Regions from separate parts of the Drosophila melanogaster genome. Here region 1 is linked to region 2. The links are chromatin contacts, called in public HiChIP or PLAC-seq maps. All regions are on one chromosome and are shown on one strand. The core of a region is the stretch at or near the end of the contact, and the rest is flanking DNA. Distances in the headings are between cores, read along the strand shown.

Region 1 (5,295 bases), core at 1,612-4,111, 1.1 Mb before region 2:
TAATAATAATAATAATTATAAATAATCTCTTTAGTTGAGATTTTTACCAATTGAACTGCTTCCATGACATATTTAAAAAGCCTGTCGGTTTCATACAACATAGAATGTATGGATGTACATACTTCCATTTATTACATCAAGACTTGATGTACTCAAAGCTAAATTTTAGCAACCATAAATTGATATTCAATCAGTATATTTATGTATGTTCCTTTTGTAAGATTATTCTTATCTTGTTTTATATGATTTTATAGACAGATCCATATAACGTACACAAGTTGTATGTTTGCTTGATAAGATTATACTATAGCGCTAATCATACTTCAAATATAAAGCTTTTGCGCACATGCGTACATACGTATGTTCAAATGAAAAGGATGTACTTTTGATTATATATATGTATTTATTTCAGTATACATTCATATCAATACGAACATATACTGATCATTAAAATAAATATTAACATAAGCTCAGGCATTGACAACGCTGACTGTATATTAATGTGCAATATATTTACATTGCAAGATACTTACATTTCATTATGCCGTATACAGCGTGATGATGATTTCAATTCATAGAACTCCATATTCTCAGTAACATTTGGTAAGAAATCCATATTGTCGTTATCATTCAACAAGTTTATATTTAGATCAAACTCCATATCAAAGCCCAAATCGATTCCAGATTCCGTCATATTTAGGATTAAATTTTTTATACTTAGGAAATTTTATATACCCAACTAACAATATACATAGAACAATTTTTATTTTTTACTAATTATGAAGTTCACATAATTTCGCCTCAGCAGTTAAAGATTCGGAACTACTAATGAATACCTAAAGTTTCATAACACGTATAGAGCTTTTAATAGTGGTGAGAATATGACAGTAAGTGATCGCACATATATCGTGATGTTAAAAGAGCTTAGAGAACTGCCAGTATCTCAATAAAATTTTAAGATATAATTATCTTGTATTTTACTATCAATATAGTAAAAAAAATCATTCAATGTACAACGACAATTTAACTAAATATAACTAAATATATGTAATTTGCATAATTATCATATTATGAAGGAAAGAAATCAAGCTATATATAGCGGCTTCTTAGACAAAAGTGATACAACTAAAGTTTCTTTCTCCTAAAGTTTTTAAGTATTTTTACTCTTCCCCTTATTAGGATTTTCTTTTTCTTATTAGATTAATTTTAAATTTTTAAACTTATCATATTACATTTCACTTTGAAATATATAAAATATATATATTTTTAAATAAGAAAATTAAAATACAAAACAGCTATCAAATCGAAAGTTTTAAACAGAATGAAGTAGTTTGGTATGATTATTTATCCGATGTACTTCAGTTTTTTCCGACTCTACTGAAAAGGGGAAGTGTTAACCGACTCTAACACAAAAGATATTTTCAGCATTGTTTTTTCTACAAAATATTCATAAACGTTATTCATAAAACGTTAAAAATAAATATTTATTGTGCTTTTATTATTGTCAAAACATGAACAATAAAGCATGCAGCTTTATTTTCGTAATTGAATTAAGAAAGTTATCTTTGGCAAGCCGAATCGTAAAGTAACGGTGTAAACAGATTAAAAACAAATTAATAAAAACTAATGAAGTTATTCCGGCATGCTCTGGTAATGGTCATTTTTTGGATTTGGGCAAAATCTTTCGATTTCGTTTTTAGGTGCTCTGGTTTTCGCAACATTTCTGATATCGGGATGCTTCATAAACAGTAAACAGCTGTTTCAGACCATAGAGCGGCCATCTTATTCACAATTTTTTAAATTTTATAAGTATTTTTACCTTCGTACATATGACCTCTTGCCAAATCGAAAATTTTTGTTGCCGACGGCAAAATTTTGTATGGCAAATCTGAGGTGGGGTCAGAAATAATTTTTCTATAAAATATCTATGTCGCAGAATAATCTTGTGGGGTTATGTGGAGTAAACAATGGACCACTAATCTGAGGTGGGGTCAGAAATAATTTTTCTATAAAATATCTATGTCGCAGAATAATCTTGTGGGGTTATGTGGAGTAAACAATGGACCACTAAGATCTAAGATCTGTTATGGCCAAACAAAAGTGCCCGTTTTACAAATCAAAAGATCGAAAATTTTTGTAGCCGAAGGCAACATGTTGTTTGTCAAATCTGAGGTTTAATCAGAAATAAATATTTTATAAGATATCTATGTGGCAGAATGATCTTGTGGGGTGATGTGGAGTAAAGAAGGTACCACTAAGATCTGATTTGATATAAATATAGGCATTTACTTTTCATTTCGGCCAAACAAAAGTGAAAAATTCTTGCGAATTCAAAAACCGGAGCACCAATTTTTCGATTTCACATCGAAATCGTAAGATTCTTACGAATTCGAACACAGGAGCACCAGTTTTTCGATTTTAAATCGAAATCGTAAAATTCTTACGAATTCGAATACCGGAGCTTGCCCGATTATATTTTATTTTATAAATTCAATTTTTCCCGAGCGCTAATATGGCAGAGAATTTCGATCAACTCACATTTGTGTTCCACTTTAAATTTGTCTTCATATCAGAGCACGTGCTTTTGGTTTTCTAAAAACAACTCCTACAAAAACCTTTATATTTAATATACAATGCGGTTAGTCTCTTTGTTTGATCTAAATTGTTTCTCTTGAGTATTGCTTGCTATTATTAAAAGATTTTCAACTCTCTGAAGTCCTTTTAGAAGCATAGAAGTATTTAGAAGATTTAAGAGTTAAAGTATTAAATAGTTTGTGATATCAGAATTACTTTTAAGTGGAAACGGCGTTTCATAAGCCGATATAAAAAACAATAAATACATATCTGAATTTATCGATAAGGTATTTCATATTATAAATTTATGTAAACTACAAATTTGTCTGTTCAAAAGCCTGCGAGTCATTGTAAAATACAATAATCATATCTGCAAAGTAAACTAAATTTATTATGAACGCTGGGTTATTTTAGTTTTCAATAAAATGTAATACCAAAGTTCTGTTTAATGTAAATTGGTAAACAATTTACGTGCAACTCTATACATTGTATTAATCAATTTTGGGCTATATGTGTATATAGATATATAAGTGAATGTATATATTCAATGTTACAGCATGTATTATTAAAAATATTAGTTTTTTAAGTGGCTCATCAGCTCTAAATTTAACTTTGCTTAATTTGTTCAGTAATGTTAAACTATATTTTTGATTTTAGTAATTTTAGCCACCCAAAATATGGAAAAAAAGATCTCATCGTCATCCCAGCCCCGGATTTTAAAAAAGAAGCACTTCAGGGTTAAGCATCAAAAGGTTAAATTATTTAGAGCCAATGAACCAATTTTAAGTGTGTTCATGTGGGGAATAAATCACACTGTATGTAACAAATATTAAACAAGAAAGGCAAGATAAGCTAATTTGAAATATTTCCAGATTAATGAATTAAGTCACGTTAATATACCTGTAATGCTTTTGCCGGACGATTTTCGAGCTTATTCTAAAATTAAGGTGGATAATCATCTATTTAATAAGTAAGAAACCAAAACAAATACATTTTTGATATTCTCAATCGTTGGTATTTTCCTGTTATTATATCCACTACAGAGAAAACATGCCGTCACATTTCAAAGTCAAGGAATATTGCCCCCTTGTGTTTCGAAATTTACGTGAAAGATTTGGCGTTGATGATGTTGATTACCGCGAGTCCTTAACTCGATCCCAACCTATTCAAATTGATTCGTCTGGAAAATCAGGAGCGCAATTTTATCAGAGTTATGATAAGTTTTTTATAATAAAAAGTTTGACATCGGAAGAAATTGAACGAATGCACGCATTTTTAAAGCAATACCATCCGGTGAGTAAAGTATGGTTTAATTGACTAAAATATCCTTATTATAATTTTTAGTACGTTGTGGAGAGACACGGAAAAACGCTGTTACCTCAATACTTGGGAATGTATCGTATCACTGTAGAAAGCGTGCAATATTACTTCGTTGTCATGAGGAATGTTTTCAGCTCCCACTTGACAATACACAAGTATGAAATATGTTGAAAGTTACACCGATTATATGTATAGTATAACCATTATTTATTCGATAGAAAGTTTGATTTAAAAGGTAGCACCGTTGATCGGGAAGCATCAGAAAAGGAACTTGAAAAAAATTTGCCGACTTTCAAGGACAATGATTTTATAAAACAAAAAGTGAAATTAGACATTGGAAAGGAAGCTAAGGACAAACTAATGGACACGCTGAGCAACGATGTGGATGTAAGCAAAAATTTTTATTTTATTCGTATAATAATTGTTTTTATCAAAATTTAAACAAGAAAGAATGCGAGTTTCCCGACTATCAGATATCCGTTACTCAGCTAGTGGAAAGTCAAAGCGAAATTTAATTGGGGAATCAAATGAGAAACAAGGGAGAACGCTATAGTCGGGTTCCCCAACTAGTTGCCCTAATATTAACGGCATTAGATGGGAGGAGAAAAATGTGAATTGACTGGACGAAGAAGTTCGCTAGAAACTGCGACACAACTAATAAAATTAAATAAAATTTGTTATAAATGTGGGCGACAGGTGGCAATAAGTTTTTTGGCATATCAATAGAAATTTACAAGACTAAAAAAAATATGAAAAAATATAAAAACAATATTCAAAAGTTCAAATCTTCATGTCTTCATTTAATAGTTTCTGAGATCAAGGCGGTCATAAGGATTGACGTTCGGATTCAGACATTGATCCTGATCAGGAATATAGCGTCCGAAACGCTTCATATTACCTGTTATATACTTTCCAACAAATATAGTATACCAATTTACCAAAGACAATAGAATAACAAGATGCGTAACGCCATACGATTTTTTTTTGGCGTGGCTTTAGAGGTGGCTCCAGGCTCTCTCGAATTTTTGTTCAAGAGCGAGAGAGCGGAAATCTCTACAGCCAGCAGCTCTTTTCTACGCGTACCAATAGTACCAATATAGTATACCAATTTACCAAAGACTATAGAATAACAAGATGCGTAACGCCATACGATTTTTTTGGCGTGGCTTTAGAGGTGGCTCCAGGCTCTCTCGAATTTTTGTTCAAGAGCGAGAGAGCGGAAATCTCTACAGCCAGCAGCTCTTTTCTACGCGTACAGTGACAGCCGACAACTGTACGTATGCTCATGCATTGTAAATTTGACGAAATAAGCCCTTCATCTTAGAAGTTCTTAGACTTTAAATCTACATTATTTTTGATCAATTGGCACCATGTACAAATTTATTTGTTTTGAATTGCCTT
Region 2 (5,958 bases), core at 407-2,906:
CAGGATGGTAGTTCTTCATATGTGCATAAATCGTATGGCAGCTCCCGATATGTACAAATATCAGGATGGTAAGTTTCAAAATGTGCAAAAATCGGAAGGCACCTCCCGTGATGTGGGAGTTGCCAGGTGGCAACTCATGATATGTATAGGTGTATTTCCCATTAAACGGGCCAGCATTTGACCATTTGACCAGCATTGCCAAGCGTATTTCACCGATCCACGTCATTTTTAAAATAATCGAAATCGAAATGCGAGACCGTTTCTGAACTAGCAGTTGCCTAGCATCCTCCTAAAATTCATGAAGTTATATTGTATGGTGTGCCCCAATACAAAAATTAAAAACATTTATCAATCTTTCTTCATTTTAATTATAAAAATGTATTTAAAAACACTTGGGCCTGTTCCAATTTAACTGTGATGTTATTGATAATGGTAAACGATATCATATGATACGCACACTTTTAAAATTTGCCTTGGACCCAATTAAAAAAACTGACCGCAAGGCGGGATGATCTCGACGCCGAGATATAATGGAATCAAATTAGGCATGCAGATTCAGTTTGTTAAAAATATTTGGATGTTTGGAGAACACGCATAATAAAAAAAAGAGATCAATTTCGTACGCCCATAACTTCTGTAATGAAGCTGTAGTTCTACGTATTTTGGAAAGACCCTATGGCTTAGCCGGTCTCGAGCAACAGCATAGATATATTAGCTTTATACAAAATCATTTAAATGCTTAATTTTGTTCACTTAATTTTTAAAATTTATTTTTTTTTTTATTTATTTTGCTTTATACTAAAAAAAAAAGTCAAAAATAGTAAAATAAAACAAAATTAAGACATTTTACAAAATGATTTTTTTTTATAATTCTTGGCTCGTATCGAATAATTTCAGGATAATGAGACGTTCTTTGCTTACAAAAAAATTGGAATGGAAGATTAAAAATAATAAAATGCAAATATGAATTTACCCAAAACATTTATTCACTGCGTTTATATTTTTCTTATATATTTTTACCGTCTATGATGAAAATTAGTCGTGAGAAGTGAACCAACGCCGGCTGCATTTGTGGCGATGGTCAATAAACGTGACCAAAATACATATTGTTTCCGCTTCTATTACGAGTGACAGAAATGGTAACAATTAAAAAACTAACAAAACATAGAATTGTTTTAATGAAATTTAATTTTTATCAAGATTAGGCGTCAAATATAATAATTAAACCCCATATTAGAAATTAACTAAAACTATAATATAGAAATAATAGCTAGAGCAAAAAACAGCTTAGAACGGCTGATGCTCTTCTATTTTTTGTTATGTATTACAGTTACAAATTTGTTGGTCACGACATTTACTCTTTACTGTTTTCTGTTTATATTTTATTAAACTACAAGCGTAACTGTTCCTTTAAGGTATATTTTACAAGGATTTCGTAGTTTGTACTTCCCATAATACAAGTTGTAGATATATCCTTTGGCTCACTAAAAAGTAATCGTGTACACAGTGCTCCAAAAAATTTTCGGAACGCAGCACAATGAGAAAGCGATATAACACGGACATATTACTGCATACAGGTCTCAAATTATAAAATGACACTCGTGGCCTTTACCAACACTGGTTTCCTTTTTTCCACATACGTCGTCAACGTGATTCGACCTTTTCCGGTTTATTAGTTGAACATGGCAGTCGGCAAAAATAAAGGTCTTTCCAAGGGTGGTAAGAAGGGCGGTAAGAAGAAGGTGGTGGACCCGTTTTCTCGCAAGGACTGGTACGATGTCAAAGCTCCGAATATGTTTCAAACCCGTCAAATCGGTAAAACACTTGTAAACCGCACCCAGGGTCAAAGAATAGCATCGGATTATTTGAAGGGTCGCGTTTTCGAAGTGTCTTTAGCAGACTTGCAAAAGGATATTGATCCAGAACGTTCTTTTCGCAAGTTCCGTCTTATTGCAGAAGATGTTCAAGACCGTAATGTGCTCTGTAACTTTCACGGAATGGACTTGACTACGGACAAGTACAGGTTAGTAAACGTCTATAATGCACAAGTCTCGACTTTATATTTGTAAATGTGCACTTGCATGTATAAATGTAAATGCTTACTAACATTTCAATATTGTTTAGGTCGATGGTTAAAAAGTGGCAAACACTAATTGAAGCTATTGTCGAAGCAAAGACTGTAGATGGGTACCTCTTGCGAGTGTTTTGTATCGGATTTACTGCCAAGGATCAGCAGTCTCAGCGCAAAACATGTTATGCTCAGCAATCGCAAGTCCGAAAGATTCGTGCTCGCATGACCGACATTATTACTAATGAAGTTAGTGGTGCCGATCTAAAGCAGCTTGTTAACAAGCTGGCCTTGGACTCGATTGCGAAAGATATCGAAAAAAGCTGTCAGCGCATATATCCATTACATGATGTTTACATTCGTAAAGTAAAGGTATTGAAGAAACCGCGCTTCGATGTCTCAAAGCTTCTGGAATTGCATGGCGATGGCGGTGGCAAATCCGTGGAAGCCGTTGTTTCATCCGAGGGAGCCGTAATCGACCGCCCTGAAGGTTATGAGCCCCCAGTACAGGAAGCTGTTTAAATTAAATATGAAATGCATATTTTTTTATGTATTGCATTCAAACATAAAATACATTTCTCTACAAATTGCATAAACTATTTTCTTGGCTTGTTATATTAGTTTGTGGGCCTTTGGGAAGTCTTTCGTCTTTTAGGCATATGTTTGTTCCAGCCGTCCATCCTGAATGTGGTATGTAAATCTAACATTTTTATGCTAAGCCTCCACTTACTTGTATATTATATAGGCTACGTTTCGTAACGATCGAGGTGTATACAAAGAAGCCGAAATTCACAGGTATGTAAAGCATTTAATTTATAAATTCCAATGAGAATTAAAACGTGCAATACAGAAGCCAATTTCTTATAATTTCTTTGTCTTTAAACTTAAATTATTTAGATTGCTTTCCTATTAAAAAAAAAAACATTTTTAGCTTTTTTTTTTCGAAAATTTGAACAAATTTTTTTATATTTTCTTTAAAACATTAATCCCTTTAACTTTTTTACAAAAGTATATTTATATTACAGGCTACATATAAGTCATCTTGACGTAGCTGTAACTAGATGTATTTTACAAACATATTTGTTTTAAAGAACTTTATAAGATTTATAAGAAGGAAATTGTTGCATATATTATTGCACTTTTATTATTTAATATGATGTTGTTATTTTTCGTCTCTGTCATTTATGATGAAAGCTAAAGTGCTGAAATTCATTTGTTTAAATATAATTTTTAAATAAAAGAATTTTACTTATAAAACTTTGCTTTTTCGCAGGTATGTCGATTGAATAAAAATCAATATATACCCCAACTATGTAAGCATGTCAAACACTTTGGTGGATTCCATTTCCAATACTACTGGAGATGGCGTGAAGACGACTACGATATATACAAGGAAATTTTAAAATAAGCTTGGTTGTCCGATTAATCCAAATGAAATGAAAAATCAAAAAAAATTTAAAAATATATGGTTTACTTACATATGTAACTTTATTTTGAATATGACATTCACATAGGCATGATACACGATTTTATTTGACTATAAAATTAACTAGCTAAGTAACGGGTAAATGTTGTTTTAGCCTATGAAAATATGTGCAATTGGACTTAATCTGTAAGAGCCTCTAAAGCTTATACTGGTTGATTCAACTGCTTTGATAGAAAATTTAGTTGGTAAATAATTGTTTCCGTTTATGCTGCTTTGTTTTCCCTCTATCATTGCGGATTACAAAAGACGTCCTGAGAAGAACCGTTATCTTTTTAATTCTGCTTTGTTTAACTTTCGACAAAAATTGGACACGTATATTGCATCATCAGATTACCGCCCCCAAATGCAATTTTGAATATCTTCCATAATTTGAATGGTAGGACAGCACAATTTTTTATGCTGTTTAATTGAAAATTTTGCGAAATAATTGGGAAGAGGAACAATGTAATCCTTGTAGGAAAGATCCGAAATCATAGCTTTCTATGAATGCGGAGTGTCCTTTCATTATTGCAGAAAAAAGGCAGACATCGCAAAATTATAGGAAAAACCATAAAGGTGGCAATGACAGTGTCTTTAACGCGGCAGATCGAGGGTCCATACGTCAAACGCCTAGCAATTCCCACGACTCCTCCGGAAAAATTGATAGTTGATTCAAAGGGTGATTAAGAAAGATAAACATTTAAAACACGAAAAACTTAAAAAAAAAACACCTCTTAATAAGTGGCAAAAAAAGCACACCTTAGTTTTGCTCGAGCTCATATGGCCTGGTCTAAGGAGTGGCATTATGTTGTATTTTCGGACTAGAAGAAATTAATCTGCAGGAACCAAACCACTATAGTCATTACTATCATGATTTGCGTAAAGAGGAATGGCCACCATACTTCCAGGACCTTAATAAAATAGAAAACGTGTGGGGATGGTTGGCTGGGAAGGTATACGACAGTGGTATGTATACAATATGCATCTCAAGAGAATGGATCACCGGTATAAAACTCGGTTGGTCCACGATTAGTTTGGATTACCTACAAAAAATATATGATTCACTTCCCTGACGAATGTGTGAAGTCCTTGAAAACAAAGGCTGATCAACTCATTATTAATTTCCTTTAAAAATATTCTAATTTTAATATTTAAGTGTTAATCATCTAATTTTTTTCGAAATGAATCAAAAAAACTTTAATTATCGTAGGTGGCGCTATCCTATAAATTTTGACTTAACAATTTATGGATTGTTTTTCTTTTTTACTTTAATAAAAATCTATAAACAGCAAACTGCATCCCATATTAACTTTTCATTTAGATTTGTTCAACTACTTAATAGCATGTTTTCATGCAATTGGTGCACAAATATTAAAATTAACACTGAGAAATTGTTATGAATTCTTCCTGCGTCTATAGCTTTTGCCAGATCATTTCGTATCGATCTATTACCTCACCTTACGATGTGTTCAAAGAATGTATATATAAATATAAGAATACGATAAATATTTTTAAATTTAATAATAAATAAATAAATATAATAAAATCATAGACTAGAATATAAAACAAATTGCATCAACCCCCTGTGCACCCATTGCCAGAAGGATGTCTCGTTTGCAATATCAGCAAAAACGTAGCTGTATACATGGTCAGAATTCTTAAGAATTCTTAAATTTACAAATATAGTGTGTTCGCCAAATAGATTTTATTTAATGATATTTTCTCATCGGTAAATTTTTTGCTTATTTTAAAAAAAATGGTTTTAACACAGTCTTCCTATTTTACATTTTCTTCGATATGTATTTTAGTTTAGTGCGGAAAGGTTGTAATAAAATCGGTATTGGCCTACACACCTATCGATACTTCTTATAAATTTCAATCGTTTTTAAACCGATAAAAAATTAATTTTTAAAACTACAGTATCATGCGATAAATATGACGACAACTGATACTTGGCTTATAACAACGTGGTCCAAGGAATTTAATCGATCCTTACATGACCAAAAGCTTATTCGTTTCACTAGTTCGTCCGATTCTTGAGTATGGATAACTTGCGTGGAGTCCACAATACGTACATTTAAAAAAACGTTATATGGTTCAAAAAAAACTTCTTTCTGATTGCCTAACGGCGCCCAAATTGGGATTCACACATTTTTTTATTCCAGTAGACTAATAAGCACAAATCAATATATATAAATATATGTGAGCTTATTCGCTTACTCTGGGGCTCTTACAGCAATCAATTCGAACTTATCACACACTAAGATCTACTAAGATCTTACTAATATTTATATATTTTCTCCTTTCTGGATCACATCTTGCGAATCGAGACGATACAGCTGTGTCTGTGGGGCTCGCTGAATAAAAAAATAAAAACTCCATTTTAAATTATGTCAGTAGAAAACGTCCGTAGAACAATTAAATA

Evidence for each region. HiChIP or PLAC-seq counts read pairs in DNA pulled down with a chosen protein or histone mark.
Region 1: a POLR2A S2P HiChIP or PLAC-seq map of the Kc167 cell line shows a contact between it and region 2, with 5 times the contacts expected there. The contact joins the promoter of PIP4K here to the promoter of RpS3A in region 2. A contact is called at or near these places in 11 of 107 Hi-C or Micro-C datasets (the Kc167 cell line, brain, embryo and 4 more) and 1 of 6 datasets of contacts at active chromatin or transcription factors (the Kc167 cell line).

What each region holds. Positions count from the first base shown.
Region 1 is chr4:1,194,414-1,199,708 of dm6, reverse strand. It overlaps PIP4K (Phosphatidylinositol 5-phosphate 4-kinase), which reads left to right and starts at 2,861. Exons shown (of 10, transcript NM_001038717.2): 1 at 2,861-3,001; 2 at 3,232-3,389; 3 at 3,447-3,544; 4 at 3,618-3,867; 5 at 3,919-4,049; 6 at 4,113-4,281. The coding sequence starts at 3,252. It overlaps Mitf (mitf,), which reads right to left and starts at 857. Exons shown (of 9, transcript NM_001038719.2): 1 at 534-857. The coding sequence starts at 694.
Region 2 is chr4:62,905-68,862 of dm6, reverse strand. RpS3A (Ribosomal protein S3A) reads left to right here and starts at 1,656. Exons shown (of 4, transcript NM_001258475.2): 1 at 1,656-2,023; 2 at 2,125-2,758; 3 at 2,814-2,863; 4 at 3,342-3,638. The coding sequence starts at 1,683. The coding sequence ends at 2,590. It overlaps snoRNA:CD-24 (a small nucleolar RNA gene), which reads left to right and starts at 3,218; the gene lies at 3,218-3,286. It also overlaps asRNA:CR43957.